Linked DNA regions of Oryzias latipes: region 1 is linked to region 2. A link is a contact called in public Hi-C data. All regions are on one chromosome and are shown on one strand. Each heading gives the region's core, a stretch centred on a gene start, on an enhancer-like site or on the middle of the called end of the contact. The rest is flanking DNA. Distances are from core to core; before and after follow the strand shown. Region 1 overlaps ptprn2 (receptor-type tyrosine-protein phosphatase N2). Region 2 overlaps dnajb6 (dnaJ homolog subfamily B member 6).

Region 1 (3,921 bases), core at 841-3,340, 120 kb before region 2:
TAGCTTGTTTCGACATGAAGCGTTTTCATGTAAACTCTTTCATCAAACTCTTGATTATCTATATGTATTTTGTTGTTGAACCATGTTGCTGTTTTATGTACTCATGAATTAAATTGTGTCACAATGTCTTAATCAAACAATATTTTACAATTGTTTCTTGGTAGAAAATTGTAATTTTAATTATATTTCCTCTTGCATTTAATGATAATTCCCTCCATCTGACAACAAAACCAGTGTTTTTCAATAGGCAGTTTATTTTTATTTTTATTTTGCTAAAGGTTAACTCACTTGGTTTTACTAATTACCAGTTGTCATGATTGTTTTTATGTGCCCAAGGCTTTTTGGTTAGTTTATTTTCATGGCAACAGTTGCTAGGAAGTGGGTGGGGCTAAGCAGAGAGAATTTTGCCTGAAAGTTGCAGAGATGTGGTTAATGAACCGTGTTCACCTACAGTAAACTGCAGTCGATTGTCCGCCTGTCCCTGCCCATGTGGGCCAACAGATGATGGAGAACATCTAAGTATGATGATGCATTGTGACATTTGCATTAGCTCCATTGACAGGAGTTGTCAGTCAGGGAGAATCATTGACCATAAAGTGACTTGATGTTCCACTGGAGTTACTTTATTTATGGTCCTACATTTGCTCGTGCACAAAAGTGCTCACTGTGAAAGACGAACTGACAAACTGTTCCACCCTGTTCTGATTTATCCGTTTATTAGTGAGCAGCGAATTCGCAATAACAAGCATGCATAGAAAAGTGAAGCAGCTGTAACTGGAAGAAAACTTGTTGTTTTTTAAAAATATATATATAATTAGAGAGAAGCTTCTGTTATTTTTTAGGAAGAAAATACTAAAGAACAATATGGAGCTATGATAAATGCAGGAAAATCAACATATTAGGTTTTTATTGATTGTACAATACAGTTGTAAAGCTGCCCTTGTCTCATTTATAGCATTTAAATTAAACTAATGTTAAAATATAATAAAATAACCCTTTTTGAATGGTTAAATAACTTACTGTGTACATTTTGAAATATTTTCTCAGGTAAAATAAATTTAATAAAATTAAATGTTGAGATGTAAGTAAATCTAACAAGCACCAATACACATTTGCGTTTAATCTCTATTCATATTTTGGCCATATCCTGCTTTACAAGTGTACGATTAGTTTAATTTGTGTGTCAAACTCAGAGTGACACATTTCATTTTAACTAATTAGATAGAAGTTGCCGCTGAATTATTCAGGGTTTTTTCCATTAGTGCTTTTAAAACCAGTTGGTGGACAGAAGTAAAGGAAAAGGGGAAAATCTGCATTTCAAAACAACCAGATGAAACAAGAAGACATGTAGACAGGATCTCATCTAATAGGCTTTGAATATTTAGGAGACCCCCCTCCCCGCCTCTCTCTTTCCCACATAAAATATTGGAGGCCTGGAGAAATATCTCGTCTGTTTGAAAGCTATCAGACTAATGGCGAAGGCTTTAATTAACTGAGGCACTTGCTTGAGACAGGATGTTACTTTAAGAGGCAGAAAGTGGCAGGGTTTGATGATGATGCCTGCAGTTTCTCTGGACTTCCAGATGAATCTGCATGATGTTTAACTCCTTAGTGCCAGAATAATCAGTTGAGATGTTGATTGAGAGGAATCCAGCCACAAAGGCCCTGCCTCCTTGACTTTTTGATTTACAGAATGGATCATTTTAACCCTGTAATTTGCGTCGACACACCTTCTCCCTCAAGTGCGCCCATACTCGCAAACCATGGTATGTATGAAAATGAGTGCCTCCCCCAAGAGACGGAGGGGAAAGAGGTGTCACAGTTGATGTAGGCAGCCTCATGCGGTTTATGGTGCCGTCGCACGTTCATTCTGAAACCGTTTAAGCAGCTGCAGTAAACTGCAGGTAGCATATGGATCGTTCAGGGATGACAACAGACCTTCGTTCCTCATCGCCAGTGATGATAGCACAAATGATCATCACCACGGTAACATATAGCCAGTAGCACCCCACACTGGATAAGCCAGGGGTAGTTAACAGTTATTGTTGCATGGATGGATGACTGAGCTGCGTTCCAGAACAGTGAGAGCATACGCTGTCTTTGTGCTCCATTCAGCGCTGCCAAGAATGAATGGAGGCATCTGTAGCTGCTCTGCATTGTTCAGATCCTCATCTGGTGCTTATGAATATCGAGGAGAGATTCTGGTGTCTGTGGAAGGGAAACCGGGCTAATGAAGATATTCTGCTATGTTAATGCCTTTCATGTTTTCTATAATTCCCTCCAAGTCTGCTAGTTTGTTGACATAAACACTCCCATATCATTACAAGTGGCACTTTCAGATGAATCCTGAAAATGTTAAGGGGTGAACATAGTTATTGGCTCTTTCTTTTCTTTTTTAAATACTCCAACCCTTTCGATATGTCTATTATCTGTGGAATGCTTTCTGAACTTCAAATGCCTTTTGAGTCGGTGGGAGTAGGCAAAAATCTTTATCTTTTGTTTCCTTTGCTTGGATGGTTCCATCTGGTCCTGGCATAACTGTACTTTGCCCCCGCCCAGGAGTTATGCACCTCAACTATGTGTTGGCAATTAGCAGAGTTGTTGGCACAGCGTCAGGCCATACTGTGACAGCCTCCCCAGGCGTGTTTACTGACTGCTGTTTGTGTGTGTCTGGGCCTGTCCCTGCTCAATAGGTCTACTGAGTAATTTTAGACCTTCTCTTTCTCAGATAAAGCTTTGTTTGCTACTGCGATGTGTGCTTCTGTCCTCCTGGGTACTAAATAGATTGTTTTGCCATAAAAACATAAATTGTCAACATGGAGTCATCATGGTCTGGGCTTTTTCATTTGTTTTTTTTGTTTTGTTTTGTTTTTTTGCAACCTGTTCCACTGTAGTTGAGGAACTGAATGTAATGCTATGTGCTCAGTATTTTCAGAGTAGCTAAAATTAGGAAGGGTAACATGTTAATGACTCCCTCAAAAAAAAAGTTTACTTTCTACGAAAATATTCTAAAAACTTTGAACTAAATGACAATAGATGGTTTTGAAACATCAGTAAAGGTTGACATTTCCTTTTTCAAAAAATAGCCTTGTTTTTTATTGATTTAAGATACTGGATGCCAATCTAAGTTATTGAAATAAGACCAGAATACACCAAACTTCTTAGAGATGCATTCGTAAAAACAGTATTTAGTTTTTTTAGAAAACCATATATTACAATTCTGCAACTTAAATTTTCCTTGTGCTTGCAGCTCATGCCAGACAATGTGGGGTTAACTTAAGTCAAATTACAAAGGATAATGAGTTGTAAAGAGTGGCTTCTGGATGCCACAGGCGAACTGAACCCATTTGTGAAATTACATCCCTGCTGGATATCTCATGGTTTGTGGTAAAAGATATTTTAGAAAAGCGAAACCATCCACAGGGCAGTCCAAGGCCACAGAGCATGGTCAGCATGATTGCACTGCAGTACCAAAAGCAAGGTTTATTAAGAAATGGCTAGAAAAGTTGATTGTGGAAGACCTTGACAGACATGTGGTGTCTCTGGTGTTTGACCTCCACCTCTGGGGTAAAACAGATTCCAAGATAGTCCTTGTCATCCAACATCGGTGCTCTGCAGAAAAACCCTGAAACTGTTCAAGAAAAGTCTCACCGTCTATAAAGAAACGGTAGAATCTGCTTTAGGATCTGTTCTAAAAAACAATTTTTACTGTTGTAAGCAGTTGCTAAATTTCAAATAGAAACTTTGTTAATTTCTTTTTTATTTTGCTTCCTTTTTCTTTTCATTTTTTAGGTTTGAAATGGGAGGACGATATCACTCAAAAGGTCATCTCTAGGGAGCTTTCCAAATTGAGGAATGTCCCCTTTCACCACCAGAGCAATTCTCCAAGTCTCCTGGACCTTTACAGCAACGGGAAACCGA
Region 2 (3,885 bases), core at 783-3,282:
AAATCAAATTACCCAACCCTTTACATTTACTGGATTTATTTATTTTTAGCATCACACAAAAAGAAAAAGCTAAAATTGGGAAAGATTTCCTAAAAATAAGACCCGCTTTTGTTTCATGAGGCAAATTTTTGGTTGCAGTACCATAAACAACATTTTCTCTGACCAAAAGAAGATGATTCCTATTAGCGACATTTTTTTTCCCAATCATTTATTAAGTGTCCGTGAAAAGTGAACACCTTTTTAACCAAATATTTGCATTTACACAATTTTCACAATTTATTTAGAAAAAAAACAGTCAAACACTGATGACATGAGGGGATTTTTCAACCAAATGAAATATAGAAGGAACTAAAAACAGTCCAAACAGGATAAAAGGAACATGATATTCTTGAACATTTTCAACCTGTTTCAGTTCATTATCCTCCCTTTCATTGTCTCCTACAAAAGAAGTATCCACTGAATAGCCTGACCTTCACATACCCTCACCTGCTTCACAGAATTAGCACAGGAACTTTGTATCAAACAAGGCTGTTCCTGCCATTCTCCTTCCACCTGGGCCCTTTTCAAAAACTTCCCAAAAACACAGTAAAACTTAGGAAAGTCCAATCATGAGAGATGAATTGAAACTCAAGGTTCCATTAATAACAAACACAGCCACAGCTGAATCGTTAAAGCGCGTCTCGGACAAAATAAACCATTAAAACGGAGGTCTCTGCAGGCGAGCATCTAATGTAGAAGTTAAGCTTTGCGTTGCAGCTGATTAACAGGTGGAGAAATGAAGCAGCAGTAAGGCTGTCGGCTCGCCAATAATTAGCACAAAAAAAAAAACTAATGCCACAAAGAACTCATGGCTCTTCTGCAATCAGACATCATGTTCTGTACAAGTCAGAAGAGTTCAAAAAAAGGCACCAAGTCCACTGAATCTGGGGAAAAGGCGTCCAGCTCGCTTCCTTTTGGATTCTGCCTCCTTCAACCACAGCTTCTTCCTTTTGGTATCCACATGTCCTTCAAAAATGAAAGTATAAAAGCAACGTTATTTCTCAATGAAATGACAAAAAAAAATATTTAGCCCCAAACTTAAAAATGCATAACTTTATAACTTTCCATTAATGTCATTATTTTTGCATCTCAACGTAACATTGTTGTGAGTAAAAACTTACCAAATCACCCAATGTATCAATATTGACGCTATCTAATAAAAAGATGTTACTGCAATGTTTAATGGATTTCATCAAAGGGTAAAAATTTGATTTTTCTTTTTTTTTTGGCAATTCCTTGATGTCTTGAGCTTTACAAGGTTAAATACGAGTTCATTGAGTGAAGAATTATGAAGACAACAGTTTTGGATTTTGAAATGGGAACATTTTTAATTCCCTAAATGTGAAATCAAATGTTGTAAAATTGCCTCATTTTCAAGACTCATAATTTTAATTTCTAAATTTTCAGGGGGGGGGGGATTCACACAACTGTCACATAGCATCTGAGAGTTTTAGAACTGGAAGGTCCACTACTGTCAGACCAGCAGCTCTAAAAATGATCAGTGTGTTCTAACCTATAATAAGCATGAACAGGTTTATGTTTATAAGCACATTTCTCCATCCATAAGTGTGGTAAGTGTGCTTTGAGCAGCTATTTAGAGTTTTATTTTCAAAGTACTTTTTTCTTGGGTAAAAATGCAAATAATTGACCCCTTAAATGCCACAAACTACATCACACGCATGTTAATTGATGCTGTCTTTGCTCTGATATCGAAGTTGAAGCCACAGAAAGCAGGTTTTGTTAAAAACTTTCTGAGGGACTTGGAGGACTGTGTCATTCTCTCAGACAAAGAATCAAGGCCTTTGTTTGTGTCTCAGCAGGAACTACACACGCTGAAATTAAAGCTTCCATGCTAACGAAGCCGCCGCCATGTGACGCTCGGCGAATGTGTGCTGCTGATAATTGCTCCGCTTTTGTGGCTGACTTCCTGACCCCGTGGAGGAAAACAGGGGGTGGACTCCGACCTCTGATGGTTACAGCGATGTAGAACAGAGCTGCTTAATGAACATATCTGCCCTCTGTGTTTACATCTGCCAATCAAATGAGCCCCTCTTCTTGGTCCTGCTTTGTGTGGCCATCACGCCTTAAAGTACACAGTTAGTTGCGCTCATTAAGGCTCTTTAAAATCTTTGCTGGTGATTAATCAGCATGCAGTGGCGGGTGGGCGGACCTCTTGTTAGGCCCAGACTCAGTGGGCCGTGCTCCTCCTCTTCCTCAAAGGGGTTTTGAGCAGAGTTCCTCAGGTAGCGCTGGTGCAGGCCCAGGCCAGGAAGTGTGTTCTGTCTGCGGCGATGAAACTCCTCCTCCAGGGGGTCTTGGGCTGTGATGTCTGCGGGTGTGAGCAGAACAGGGTGGGAATGAATCACACCTAAGCTTTTTCACTGTCTGGATGAATTGCCAGAGGTGTTCGACATTAAATCTGTTTTGTTTTTTTTCTCCTCCCCCCCCATGCAGCTCTTGTGAATTTCATCCTTCTGACAGGAGATGTGTGTTGCAATAAAAAAAAAAAAAACCTCACATATTGGCTTCTGATGCCCTTGGCAGTGTGAATACAATCAGACAGGAGAAAGTAGATGCACACATCTATTACAGCAGGTTGAGCACGAGTCTAAAAGGTATATTGATGTAACCAACAAGAAACAACAAGAATGATATAAAACAAGTCCCTGAGGATACGCAGATGCCCCATTTTTTCCCAAACACTATATTTTTTATTCATATTTCATCTGCCCAACTTTATTGTGATTAGTCATGTAAATAAAATGAGATTTGGTTATTCTTTTCTCTAGGTAATTTACATTTATATTGAATTAGTGGCAGGCAGGGGCTAGGGTGAGGGGGGGTGTTATTATGCTGGGAGATTACAGGCAGATCTCATTGCCATTGTGTTGTGTAATTAAGGCAGCGGAGAGGAGGAGAAAGGAGGCCAGATGCTCGTTGTGTTGAAACTGGACGCATTGTAGGGAAGGATCTGCACCAGAATTTTTTTTTTTTTTAAATCCCCTGCAAGGTGTCCGATAGCTCTGCTTTGAACGCAGCCCAAATCACCAGAGGCTTTAACTGACGTCAGGGTAAACTGTGTGAGCATCTCAGCTCCAATACAACAGTCGATCCATGCATCCCCCGCATTTCCTTTCTTTTTTGATGTGAATTAGATGGAAAGTGTTGGTAGAAATCTCTGCCAGCTCCAAAAGTGTGCCAGAATTTTTGAATAGTTTCAGAGATGAAGCATTTTTAACCCTTGTGCTATCTTAGATGACCCCACCCGTACATTGACGTGTTCTCCCTACCATGAGAAAGGTGGATAAAGGTGGAAAGATTTCATGTAATCCATGGACACCAGTGAAGATCACAAATCATTAAAGAAAAAAGGTTCAGCGCACTGTCTAGTGGGTCTAGATGACCCAACTCCCGATGTTAAAGTCCCTAGGATAGCACAAGGGTTACAGTTAAAGTCAAAGTTAAAGTCCCACTATCTGTCACACACCTAGGTGTGTGAACTTTATTCTCCGCATTTGACCCATCCCCTGGGGGAGCGGTGAGCTGCAGACACAGCCGCGCTCGGGAACCGCAATACACACAACAAATAACAACTTCAATATTGAATGAATTTTAAAAAGTAAATCGTTCCCAGTGGTTTTTAATTAAAACTGTGCAACCTGTGCTATTTTCTACAAACATAGTTTATGCAGAGCGGCAGTATTTGATCAGGAGTACGCATCGAAATTGTGGGCGGGACTGCTGGTGCAGAGTTATCCTTCCCATGATCTTTCTGTTTACATGCCTACATCCCTAACTTCAGCCCCTCCCAACCCCAGGCCAACATTAGCAGTGGGACAAAAAATG

What was found. A called contact is a pair of places that touch in the nucleus more often than the background predicts.
Region 1: a contact with region 2 is called in a Hi-C map of embryo, with 2.8 times the contacts expected there. The contact joins two enhancer-like sites. A contact is called at or near these places in 3 of 5 Hi-C or Micro-C datasets (all in embryo).

The regions. Positions count from the first base shown.
Region 1 is chr20:19,819,195-19,823,115 of ASM223467v1, reverse strand. It overlaps ptprn2 (receptor-type tyrosine-protein phosphatase N2), which reads left to right. Exons shown (of 22, transcript XM_020712453.2): 4 at 3,793-3,921. Among protein-coding and RNA genes, the nearest start is that of ptprn2, 25 kb to the left of the region's middle. Within about 2 kb of position 2,090, at least 1 of the 8 cell types and tissues checked has an H3K27ac peak or open chromatin away from gene starts, as enhancers often do. A contact at or near this core is called in embryo, where this site is marked.
Region 2 is chr20:19,697,183-19,701,067 of ASM223467v1, reverse strand. dnajb6 (dnaJ homolog subfamily B member 6) reads right to left here. Exons shown (of 10, transcript XM_011488993.2): 9 at 2,210-2,368; 10 at 192-1,005. The coding sequence ends at 896. Among protein-coding and RNA genes, the nearest start is that of LOC110017261, 19 kb to the right of the region's middle. Within about 2 kb of position 2,032, at least 2 of the 8 cell types and tissues checked have an H3K27ac peak or open chromatin away from gene starts, as enhancers often do. A contact at or near this core is called in embryo, where this site is marked.